2 separate regions of the Rattus norvegicus genome follow, and region 1 is linked to region 2. A link is a contact called in public Hi-C data. All regions are on one chromosome and are shown on one strand. The core of a region is the stretch at or near the end of the contact, and the rest is flanking DNA. Distances in the headings are between cores, read along the strand shown. Region 1 overlaps Specc1 (sperm antigen with calponin homology and coiled-coil domains 1). Region 2 holds the start of Specc1 (sperm antigen with calponin homology and coiled-coil domains 1).

Region 1 (5,813 bases), core at 1,432-3,931, 81 kb before region 2:
GCCACAGCAACAACAAAATGATCTCTAGTGGCAGGTAACTCTCTCTGTGGTCCTCAAATGCAAGCAACTATCAACTGTGGTGAGGGTTTATTTAGATGCACACACCTGATTTCGTCTCTCCTTGGACTCAATGCCAGCCACCAAGCTACCGAGTCCCCAGGTGTGAGGCATACATTTCCAGGGACCATGACAATGTTTAGAGCTCCCTGTCTGTGGAAGCTGAATATGATTCACCTCGTAAATTTGTATTGTCTGGCAACTACATTAAAAAGTAAACTAAAGCAAGTCAAGAATCTATGATGGATTAGCAAGACAGCCGTAGTGAGTAAAGCACTTGCTACACAAGCCTGAACAACCTGAGTTTGGTCCCCAGAACCACAGTGGAAGGAGAGAACAGAGCCCAAACTGAACTCCACAGCTCTGGGCCAGCCCCACAATAAGGACACTAGACACTTAAAATGATTTTTATACAGCATGTGGCAGCACATGGCCTCAATCACAGCACTTGGGAGGCAGAGGCAGATGAATCTCTGTGAGTTTGAAGCCAGCCTGGTCTATACCGTGAGTTCCAGGACTGTGAGAGGTGAGATCCTGTTGAAACAAAGAAAGAAACAAAGAATGAAAAGGAAGGCAGGCAGGCAGGGAAGAGAAGAAAAAAGAAACTGAGTGCGAGAAAGGGGAAAGGGAAGAAGGAAGGAAGAGAGGAAGGAAGGGGATAGAAGGAGAGGGATAAATTGATGGATAAGACAGACAGACAGACAAAGACTCTATGGACTTTATGGTAGTTATGCCAGTTTCTGCTGCACAGGCATGAGGACCTGAGTTCGGATCCCCAACATCCACATAAAAGGGCAGCAACAACCCAGGGAGAACAGAGACTGGTGAATGCCTGGGGCCCATTGGCCAGCCAGCCTAGCCAACCGGTGAGCTCCTGGTTTAGTAAGATCATCTCAAAATATAGGTAGATAGCAATCAAATAAGATCCCCGATGGTGACCTCTGGCCTCCACACACACATGCATGTACCCCCCCCACAAATGAACACACACACACAAAGGAATTTATTTTTAAGTGAATCTATCAAGATATTATCTCTATGTGATCAATCTAAAATGCCCATAGTCATTTAATGAAGAGATAGCCTGAGAAATTGCATCGTTAGGCAATCCTTTTGTGGTATAAACATCACTGAGTGTGTGCCCACAAATCACTGTATAATAAGCTGTATGGTAAATATAGAGTATCTGGATAATATATGTATGTGTGTATGTATGTAGATATTCTTTCTGGGGCCATGATGAACATAGAACACAAGATTAAATCAAGACAAAAGAAAGGACAGCCTCAGGACACGAAGGCAACAGCACCTGTGAACAAGACCACCACAGCTCCATGGCCATTTCACAGCACATTTCTTTCTTTGTAAGCAGGTATGTTCCAGAATAGTCATCAAACCCACAGTTATCAAACACATCTGGTTATCAGCATCTGAAACTTTATCACAATGAATAGATAGTTGCCTTTCCCTCATGCGACTGGCAAAGCAGTCACACGAACACGTCACCGCACATGCGTGAGCAATGCACTGTGCTCTGACACAGTAGCTATGCCACTAGGCCACAGGGATTCTACAGCCCCGTTATAATCTTACAGAGCGTCACACGTGTCTGTCATTGGCTGCAGTGTCATCATCCACAGCCCACGTGTATATTAGTGAGCTCTCCTGCAGTTGTTGGTACTAACTCTCCAAACCTGGATGAAATCATGTCTCCATTTTGATTGGCCACATTCCATTGCCAAAGGTGGCGACCACATTGAGACTGTCCTGTAGGAACTGTCGCAGAACACTGTTTGGGTCTCAAGACTCAAATGGTGGACCCTGTACTTCTTCCAGGATATGCTGCTGCAGGATATGCTGGGACAACTTGACCTCCCCAAACAGGTTTCTAGCTGCAGGGCCCAGCAGCCTGTGTAGGGCCAGCATGAGACCAGCATCTAAGTACTCAGGTTTTTGTTTTGGTTTTTTTTTTCCTAATTCTGTTTTTCCTTGTTGTTCTCCTTTCCTTTTGTCAACAAGTAGAACATGAACAAAAAGGCGACTAGGCTTTCCAAGAGACACAGGAGGTGAGTAGGCTGGCCATATGCTTCATACGTACACCAGGCGAGGCTAGGCGTTGGGAGGTGAGAGAAAAGCAGTGGGCAGAGGTGAGTAGAGACCAGCTCTGGAGTCCAGTCCTTGGCCTAGCCTCTCTGAGATGCATTCTTGAACCCTGGTGCCACAGAGATGTGGGGATCTTGGGCTCTGTCATCCTTGGACTTAGCCAACTCTACTTAAAAACGGGGGGGGGGGAGCCTCAGTACATAAAATGTAGATTATTCTCCTTACCTGATTCCTCAAAGCACTGTGTAACAGCTATTTACATAGAATTAGATATTACAAGTAATCCAGAGATGCTGGAGTGTAAGGCACATGGAAGGACTTGTAGGTTCTATAAAACACACACTGTCTCTGATAGGGCCCCCGAGTACCCACAGACTTTGGCATCCATGGTAATCCTGGAAGACAATGCCTGTGGACAGTGAGGTACAACTTGAATTTCTTTTCTGCTCATATAAACTCAAACCAACGCTTTGTTGATTATAACTGACTAAGCCCTGACTCACAGGTCTGGCTCCTTATTGCGGCTGGAGTGATGTGGCCTGTACCACAAGGAGGGTTCACAGCGGCATCCTTGCCCACTCTCTCTGCATTTCATCCCCTACCTTGTTCTTCCAGCGTCTGCAGCTCAGCCAGCATCAGTTCTATTTTGGGTGGATTGGATTCAGTTCCCTATTTGTGAACAGTTCAGACATCCACATCCATTTGCTCTCAGACAAACATCACCTATGTAAGCCCAGGTGGTGCTGTAGAAATATGGGCAAGAAATTCTATTGTCCTGTGTGCTTATAAGTTTTCCCTAAGGAAGGAAGTCTGCTTGCTTCTCTGATTATCACCTTTCCCCCTCTTTTCTCCTGCCCTCTGGAGTTTTCACCCCTCCCCCCCAGCTGGAAAAGGTAGGGCTGGCAAGGTGCAGGCTCAGTTCACCTCTTCCTAAGACCCTGCTATTCTACGGTCAGGCCAATGACCATGAAGAATAGTACCACACAAGTACACTCCCTATGGAAGACCTTTCTGAAGCAACGGCCATTGCTTTGGAAATGACCAGCACCACACTATCCTCAGAACCACTCCTGTACATTTCTTAAACACTGTCCTGACATCCAACCTCTCTGCCTAGTCCACCTCACATCTCACACCTGGACCTAGCCAGGAAATGGATGGAACTAGCTATCTCGAGTGAGGTAATCCAGACACGAAAAGGCAAATGTTGTATGTCCTCTCTTATCTGAGGTTCTGAGCTCCAGATCTTCAGGTGTATAATGTAAAAGAACTGCAGAAACCAAGAAAGGTACATGGTAGGGAGGCAGACGTGCTCGAGAGGGAACAGCAGGATACAGTGATACAAAGAAGAAAGGGGTGGGGGATTTTAATTGAGGAGAAGAGCAGAAGGTCAATATAGAAGAAGGAGATAGGAAGGAAAATAACACTAAGGGTATTGTGGTAGTTTGACTATGCTTGGCCATGGAAAGTGACACTATTAGGAGGTGTGGCCTTTTGGGAGTAGGCGTGGACTTGTTGGAGGAAGTATGTCATGGTATGGGCGGGCTTTGAGGTCTAGTGCTCAAGTTCCACCCAGTGTAGAAGAGAGCCTTCTAGCTGCCTGTGGACTGCAGTCTTCTAAAGCTGCTTTCAGATCAACATGTAGAACTCCTGGCTCCTCCTGCACCAAGTCTGCCTGCATACTGCCGTGCTTCCCACCTCAATGATAATGGCCTGAACCTCTGAAACTGTAAGCCGGCCTCAATTAAATGTTTGCTTTTATGAGTTGCCTTGGTCATGGTCTCTTCACAGCAATGAAACACTAAGACGTTATATGTTACTCTTATAATGCTGTAACAAATATTGTGATCAAGGTAACTTACAAAGAAATGTTCAATTATGGTGGCAGGAAATGCTGAGAGCTCAAGTCTAGATCCATAAGCAGGAGGCAGAGAAGATCACTGGGGTTGGCAGGAGGCTTTTGAGGTCTAAAGCTAGGGAAAGGGTGCAAATACACTTCCTCTAAAGAGGCCACACTTCTTAATCTTCCCCAAATATTTCCACAACCTGGACAAGTATTCAAACATATGGCCTAAGGAGGTCATTCTCATTCAAACTACCACAGGATGTTTGAATAAGCCACAAGGAATTATTTTTTATCTACTAAAAATTATATATCATACACAGAAGCACATGTGTGTGTATGTGCGATAAATAATATATATCGTTTAAATGAAGTTATTATTTAGGCTGATAATATTTGCCCAAGAGACATAGACTAATTAAAAAAAAAAAAAAACAACTCAGTACCAGGCATGAGAAACCCCCTTTTTGATTTGTTAATCAGGAAAGTCCAAGCCCTTGCCCTTGGTTGACTCCCAGGTTTGAGATAGGTCCCTATTTCTGAAAATACCATGCACTTCAGACAGGACTCAGAGGATCCAAGCTGTCTTGAAACTGACTGGAAAGCATCCTCCAGAGACTAGCTTCATAGCACAAGAAGGTGTTGTGAAATCTGCCCAGGGAGGGAAACACAGCAATGATGTCCCCTAGGAGTACAGTAGTGGCCCAGAGTCTTGCCGTAGCCAACAGCTGTCTAAGTGAACTTTAAGGCCTGCTCAACAGGAGGGGAATCATGCCTGTTACAGCGAACCTAGCCACCTACGCAGGGTGAGGGATGTCATGGATCTTAGAGGAGAGCCTACTCCCACACCACATTAAACTATCATAATTGTATTGTGAGTATACCCTTTGTGGTGGTTTGAATAGGAGCGGCCCCTGCAGATTCTTGTGTTTGAATGCGTGGCCTCAGGTGTGGTCTTGTTGGAGGAAGTGTGTCACTGTGGAGGTGGGAGTTGAGGACTTATGTGCTCAGGCTATGCCCCAGTGTGGAACACAGCCTTCCCCATGCTGCCTGTGGATCAAGATGTAGAACTCTCAGTTCCTTCTCCAGCACTGTGTCTTCTACGATGATAATGGACTAAACCTCTGAAACCATAAGCCAGATCCAATTAAATGTTTACTAAGAGTTACTGTGGCCATGGTCTCACAGCAGTAAAACCAATAAAATCCTAAGACATCCTTATACGCATAGATAATTACAGCTCTCACTCCTTGTGAAGGAAACTTCTCTTTGCAATAGACAGAGACCATTACAGAAAACCACAACCAGTCAAGCTGCCGAGAACAACTGGTTGTGGGCACTGTACAAGCCAGAAGATCAAGAAATCTGCAGTGAGATTATGTCTCCTAGGAATGAAAAGGAAGATTCACCCACGCACAATACTTCAACTTTCATGGCTCCCTAAACAAAACCTGAACTAGTACACCATCAATAGACATGCCAAAATGGAAGGGGGGCTCTCAAGGGGTTCCCCCAACCCCAGGAAAAGAACTCCCGGTAAGTAAGGAATGCTGGTCAGCCCTGAAAACACATACAAGTAAAACAAAATGGACTGAGCAGATAGTATTTGTGTGTGTGTGTGTGTGTGTGTGTGTGTGTGTGTGTGTGTGTAACAATAACAATTAAACAAAAGGAGGCCATGAATTTGAGAGGGAGTCAAGGTGGGGGAATGAAAGGTCTTGAGGGAGAAAAGAAAGAAAGGGGAAAATGATGTCATAATATTTTAATAAAAAAACTGTTCCAAAAACTATTTAAGAGAGCTGAGCATGGT
Region 2 (5,714 bases), core at 1,593-4,092:
CTTGCCTAGCAAGCGCAAGGCCCTGGGTTCAGTCCCCAGCTCCGAAAAAAAGAAAAATAAAAGTGTATTTGAAGGAGAAGGAAAATACTCTCACAATGACAGTGTGTGACAGAAAACAGGAGAATGGCAGACAGGTAGGTAGGTCAGTTTGCTAACTGTGATGAACACCATCTTACAAGACCACAGCAGCAGCAGCAGCAGCAGCAAAGCCTAACCCAGGGTTAAAGTAAAAATACAGCTCAGGCCACAGGGCAAAATTGGACATCTTGGACCTTCGTTGCACAAGGGCCAAACAGTTGAATAAAGGATTCGCGCTTTCACTTCAAAGGGACCAGAACATGAACACAATAAATTCAAATAGGCAGAAAGAATCAAAGTTTAATAACAGAAGTTGGTAACATAGGAAGATACCAATAATAGCATTAATCAGTAAGTCCAAAAGCGGATTCTTTGGAACCGTCCAGGAAAGAAGCAATCATAAGTAAGACTGACCAATAAAAAAAAAAGGTGGGTGTGACCAAAGTACTTCATATACATGCAAGAAAATACGTGGAAGCCATTATTTTGTACAATTATTACACACTAACAAGAGGATGGATGGAAAAGAGAAGCCACAAAGCATTGGTATTAATAAGAATAATAACTCATCATAAATGTATGAACTGAGAGCAAGTACCATAGGCTAAGAGTCTGATTATCAATAATGCTCATGATTTCCTGAGACAATAATGAGTATCAAAATGACTAGAGCAACAGGCCGGCTGCAAACAATCAATGGTCACTGACACAAGTGAGAGAGAAGGTTGTTGAGTGCTGCTGTCAGCTTTCTAAAACATGCCAGCAGCAGCCTGGGCAGTCTGTAGGCAATTTCTGCCAGACTTCAAGGAACAGATCATTCTTCTGTCCAAAGCACAGAAAATGATCAGAAGCTCCCAGCAGGATCACTGTGAACAGCACAAGCTTAACTTCAGGGAGGAGGAAAACTTCCCAGCAAAGCTTCTTTCTTACCAACCTTGAAGAAAACGTTAGTGTTTGATCTACCAAACAAACCAAACATCCATTTTAGGTGAGATTTTGTTGTTGGGGTTGGGACTGGGTTTTTCTGTTTGTCTTCGGTTGTTGTTTTGTTGTTACTATTTGTTTGAGACAGGGTCTTGCCATGTAGCACAGGCTAGCCCCAAGCTCATTCTCTTGCCTGAGTCTGGAGTGCTGGAATTACAGTCATGAGCCACCATGCATAGCTCCAAAAAAAAAAAAAAAATCATTTTCAAGTATTATAGGAGTCTAGTGAGGAAAGCCAGCAAAATAATAATGTGCTAGAAATTTTAAAGAAGGAAACCTGCATGCTGTACAAAAGTATGGGGGAGGGTAACCTAGCCTTCTCTGACTTTTAAACTCTAAGAAATCAGGTATGAATAGAAATACATTTAACACAACAGAGCCCACTTGCAGGAAAGACAGGGGAACATTTCCCTAAAACCAAACAAGACAGAACTGTCCTATGGTGCTTCTTAACAAACAATGAAGTTATCTACCTAGCATATTCACAAGTCAACTTAAAAGCTACCACTAAAACTGATTCGCCGCGGAGTTGGCTCTAAAAATGCTTTCTTTGGCCAAGTGTGTGGCTCACTCCTGAAATTCCCAATGCTCAGAGGGTGGAGGGTCCAGGGCCACATAGCACTTTCAGACCTGCCGGAACTGCCTAGGGATACACTGTCTCAAAAACACAAACAAAATGACTGCGGGTGTGGTGGCTCGTCTGTGATAGTTAGCAAGACCCTGTCTCAAAATAATCAATAAGCAAACTTGATGGCTTTGAGTTAATCATGCAAAGCTATTTTCCGTAGACTAGGGTATTAGGATTGACAGCCCTCGGTCTCCACCCTCCAACTCCGTCTTAAACGTTGAAATAACACCGTGTTTGAAACTGGATAACCAAATCTATGAAACCAAAAACTGATCAGAAGGGTTCGGTCGTGACTTCACTCAAAAACATTTTATCTCTCGCCTCCAGCCACCTCAGTTACTAAAGGATACCCATGTCAACCAGTTCGACATAATTCATCCGATAGAGGGCAAGGAAGAGCACCTTCAATGGGATCCCCCCCCGCCCCCCCCCCCCGCAAAGCGTATACTGCTTATTATATAAACTTGCGTGCTGGCGTATGGAGCTCCCATAAAAAAAAAAAAAAAAAATCAAACTAAGATATTCAGAGTCAAACTTGTTTAAAAAAAAAAAAAAAACACATAACACTAATTTTGTTCCAAGGGCATTAAGGAAAAGAGACCGGCACTGTTGCGCTCACACTAGGCTGCGCACCACGGGGACACGCAGTAGCATCCACACAGTTCCCCACGCTCCGAGGCGTCCTGGAGACCCTCAGCCCGAGCCCTAGGCGATCATCTGGACCGCGGCGCAGCAGCTCTGTGGACGAATACTCCGGGGCACCCGAGTCCCGCAGAAGCGCACACACCTGTCCGGAGGGCTGGGGCTCCCCAGGGCCACAGCCGGCTGAGCCACCTGGCCCCCGCGCCAGGCTGCTGCGCCAAACCCGCGGCCCGAGGGAAGGGCCGGCCACCTGCGGTTCCCACCTGCAGCGCGGTTCCTGCGCTGCCCTCCGCCTGGGTACCCAGGACCGCAGCGCGTCTTTCCAGAAGGGCAGCCCCACGTCCCCGAGCCAGGACTCCTGCACCCCGTCTTGTTCGCCAGACCTGAGACAAGGCAGCTGAGAAACAGAGGACCGAGCAGCCCGGACTCCAACTCACCTGCCGTGGTTCTCTCGCACAGGACTCCCGCGCCGCCGCAGCCCGCAGCTACCGCGGCTTTCCAAGCTCACGGATGCTCTGGGGAAGGTCCTAGCGATCCCGCCGGCGCCTTCCTGCTGGCCACGTCCAGGGGGCGCCCGCGCGCCAGTGCGGGGCTTTCTGGGAGATGTAGTCCTAGAGCCTCCGTTCTCATCTAGTTGTTTCTTTCTGGAAGTCTTCCCTGTGTTCTCACTGGCCCAACCTCCATTGATGGGCAGTCGATGAAGGAGCATATCACTGGAGAAGAAAGAAAGTCCCTCTCCGCACTTTAGACTATTGTTCCATTTTTATTTGGGAGGTAGGGAGAGTGGGGGGTGTCAAAATAGGGTTTCTCCATATAGTCAAGGCTATCCTATCCTGGAACTCACTTTATAGACCAGTCTACCCTGAATTCAGAGAGATACACCTGCCTCTGTCTTCCAAGTGCTGGTATTAAACCCAGTCTGTTCTGGGTTCCCGCCCCTCCTTCTCCCCTCCTTCTCCTTCTCCCCCTCCCGCTCCCTCTCTTTCTGAGACAGGGTTTCTCCTTTCCCTTTGTAACCTTGGATGTAACCCTGGCTGTCCTAGAACTCGCTCTGCAGACTAAGCTAGCCTCAAACTCATAGAGATCCTCCTGCCTCTGCCTCCCAAGTGCTGAGATTAAAATCAAGTGGCCAAGTGCTGGGATTAAAGGTAAGTGTCACCACTGCCTGGCCTTTCTCCCTCACTGTTCCATGAGTGTCTGGGTGTGCAAGCTATGTGCTTGTTAACCTTTCCGGTCCGGGAGGACCCAATGGGTCAAGGGTAGCTGTGCTCTCCTGCTAGAATCTCCAAACAAGCTCTCAGACCATTGTTTTTGTTTTAATAACTAGGTTTGTTGGATTTATTTTTACCTATTTACTTTTGTTTCATTTTATTTATTTACTTTATGTATGAGTGCTCTACTGTGTGCCAGAAGAGGGCATCAGATCCCATTACAGATGGTTGTGAGCCACCATGTGGGTGCTGGGAACTGAACTCAGGACCTCTGGAAAAGCAGTCTGGGCTTTTAACCACTGAGCCATCTCTCCAGGCACCAGATCATTTCTCTTAAAGTGAGGATTTCAGATCAACATTGTATGGGAACTTGATTTAAGTGTGCGTGAGAGTTTACATCTCACAGAGACTATTAGGTTTTGCTTTGGGTTTGTTTTGTTTTGTTTTGTTTTTTGTTTTTTTGGTTTTGGGGTTTTTTTTGTTTTTGTTTTTGTTTTTTTGTTTTTTGTTTTGTTTTTTTTTTTGGTGTTTGTTTGTTTGGTGCTGGAAATGAAAACCAGAGCCTCATACGTGCTAAACAAGTGTTCTACCATGGAACCACACACACAACACAACACACACAACACTACTTGATCTTACTGTTTTCAAAAAAGAAAAAAGCCCTCTGTAAAGGTGGGAACCAGCAATTTGTACTTTTACATATAAATCCTTGACATAATTTTGGAATAGATTCAAGTTTGAGAACACACACACACACACACACACACACACACACACACTCCGTGGGTACACTGCAGGGACCATTTATGTTCCAGATTAGACCTCCCTCTCACTTTAGCCCTCCTCCCCCAACATCTCTAGGACACCTCTGAGGCCCTAGAATTGAACAAGGTCAAGACCACATTCAGAGTTGTCCCTTCTCTCACCCTGGTTCTCCCTCTCCTGGGGGTGGACGTTTTGTCCAGGGACTAAAGAACATGTCCTATATTTATTAACACAAAAGTCATCTACGACTGTTAAATATGCATGGACAAAAATGACAGGATCATGAGTCATGTTTGAGGTAGTGAGAATGAAACACAGCCAATTCTTTTTAGATGAGGCGGGGAAGGGAAGAGGGGTCCTGGTGATTGAGGTGGAAAGACTGTGGGAGGAGGCTTTGTGTGTTGGGTGGGTCTTTGTTGGCGTTTTGCTTTGTTTTGATGATGGGAGAAACATCAGCATGTTAAAATATTCTTGGAAAGAGTACCGCTGAAGGGCAGTCAGGAAAAGTTAAACTCTGCACAGCTGCTCAGCAGACTGTGCATGTATAAAAGGAGGAGAGGAACCCTGGCCAGGATGGAGGCAGCCCCACCCCCGCCCCGTGCTGCAGGATGAGGGAAGCATAAAAAAGGGGAATGAAGGTTTTCCCTTCAGTAGAGGGAAGAAAGAGAGAGAGAGAGAGAGAGAGAGAGAGTCCATGTTTGCCATGCTGGGGCCTGCAGAGCCCTGTATGAAGATAGATTCTGTTGCTGGAGAATGCAAAGTACACGGGACCTCTCTCGTTAGGACGGGCTCTATTTGCTGAGAGACAAAGCTCAGGACTGGGGCCTAGACAATGCTCAGGATTTTGACTCGGGTGAAGGCTGGCTGCATAGACTAGCAGAAGATCACCAGATTGCTAGACAACATCCACTCAGCCTTCTGGGTGAACAGGCATCATTTCCTTCCCTTGAAGAAAATAAGACCATATGTTTAACAAGTCTGCTTGCTCCAGTGATCTCTTTAAGCTGTGCCTCCTACTTGACACAGTCCTCCAAAGTATGACCATGATCCAACCCAGTTCCTTCTACAATTCTCTGGTGTTCTTTCACCCTTCTCCCTCCTGTGCCTTCCTGCCAGGCCCTTATGGCCTTACCTATACTCCCCTGCATAATAACTTGTTAGTTGCACTCTTAAGGTCTTCTGTGCCCTTAGATATAGTTTGAGCATCTGACGTCATCTTTGCGCGCCCCACCCCGCCCCTCTGAAGTTCTGCTTTGTAAATAACCACGCTGTTGCTTCTCCTATTTCCCCAATTGTATTTCGGCAGACTGCCCTTTGTCATTATGTGCTGACCTCACGGCCTTTTCACTTCTTGCCTGGATTTAATCTTGTCTTCCCTCGGAGAAGCCTACTGAGTTCTGCAGTCA

Evidence for each region. Hi-C and Micro-C count contacts between places; a contact is called where the count stands out from the background.
Region 1: a contact with region 2 is called in a Hi-C map of the A7r5 cell line, with 10 times the contacts expected there. The contact joins the enhancer-like site here to the promoter of Specc1 in region 2. A contact is called at or near these places in 7 of 12 Hi-C or Micro-C datasets (the A7r5 cell line, the Rat2 cell line, Schwann cells and 4 more) and 1 of 1 datasets of contacts at active chromatin or transcription factors (oligodendrocytes).

The regions. Positions count from the first base shown.
Region 1 is chr10:47,216,064-47,221,876 of GRCr8, reverse strand. All of the region lies in intron 2 of Specc1 (sperm antigen with calponin homology and coiled-coil domains 1), which reads right to left. LOC134480804 (a long non-coding RNA gene) reads left to right here. Exons shown (of 2, transcript XR_010055653.1): 1 at 1-1,429; 2 at 2,080-5,743. Among named protein-coding and RNA genes, the nearest start is that of Specc1, 81 kb to the right of the region's middle. Within about 2 kb of position 2,681, at least 4 of the 93 cell types and tissues checked have an H3K27ac peak or open chromatin away from gene starts, as enhancers often do. A contact at or near this core is called in the A7r5 cell line, where this site is marked.
Region 2 is chr10:47,135,554-47,141,267 of GRCr8, reverse strand. Specc1 (sperm antigen with calponin homology and coiled-coil domains 1) reads right to left here and starts at 2,842. Exons shown (of 8, transcript NM_001039017.1): 1 at 2,770-2,842.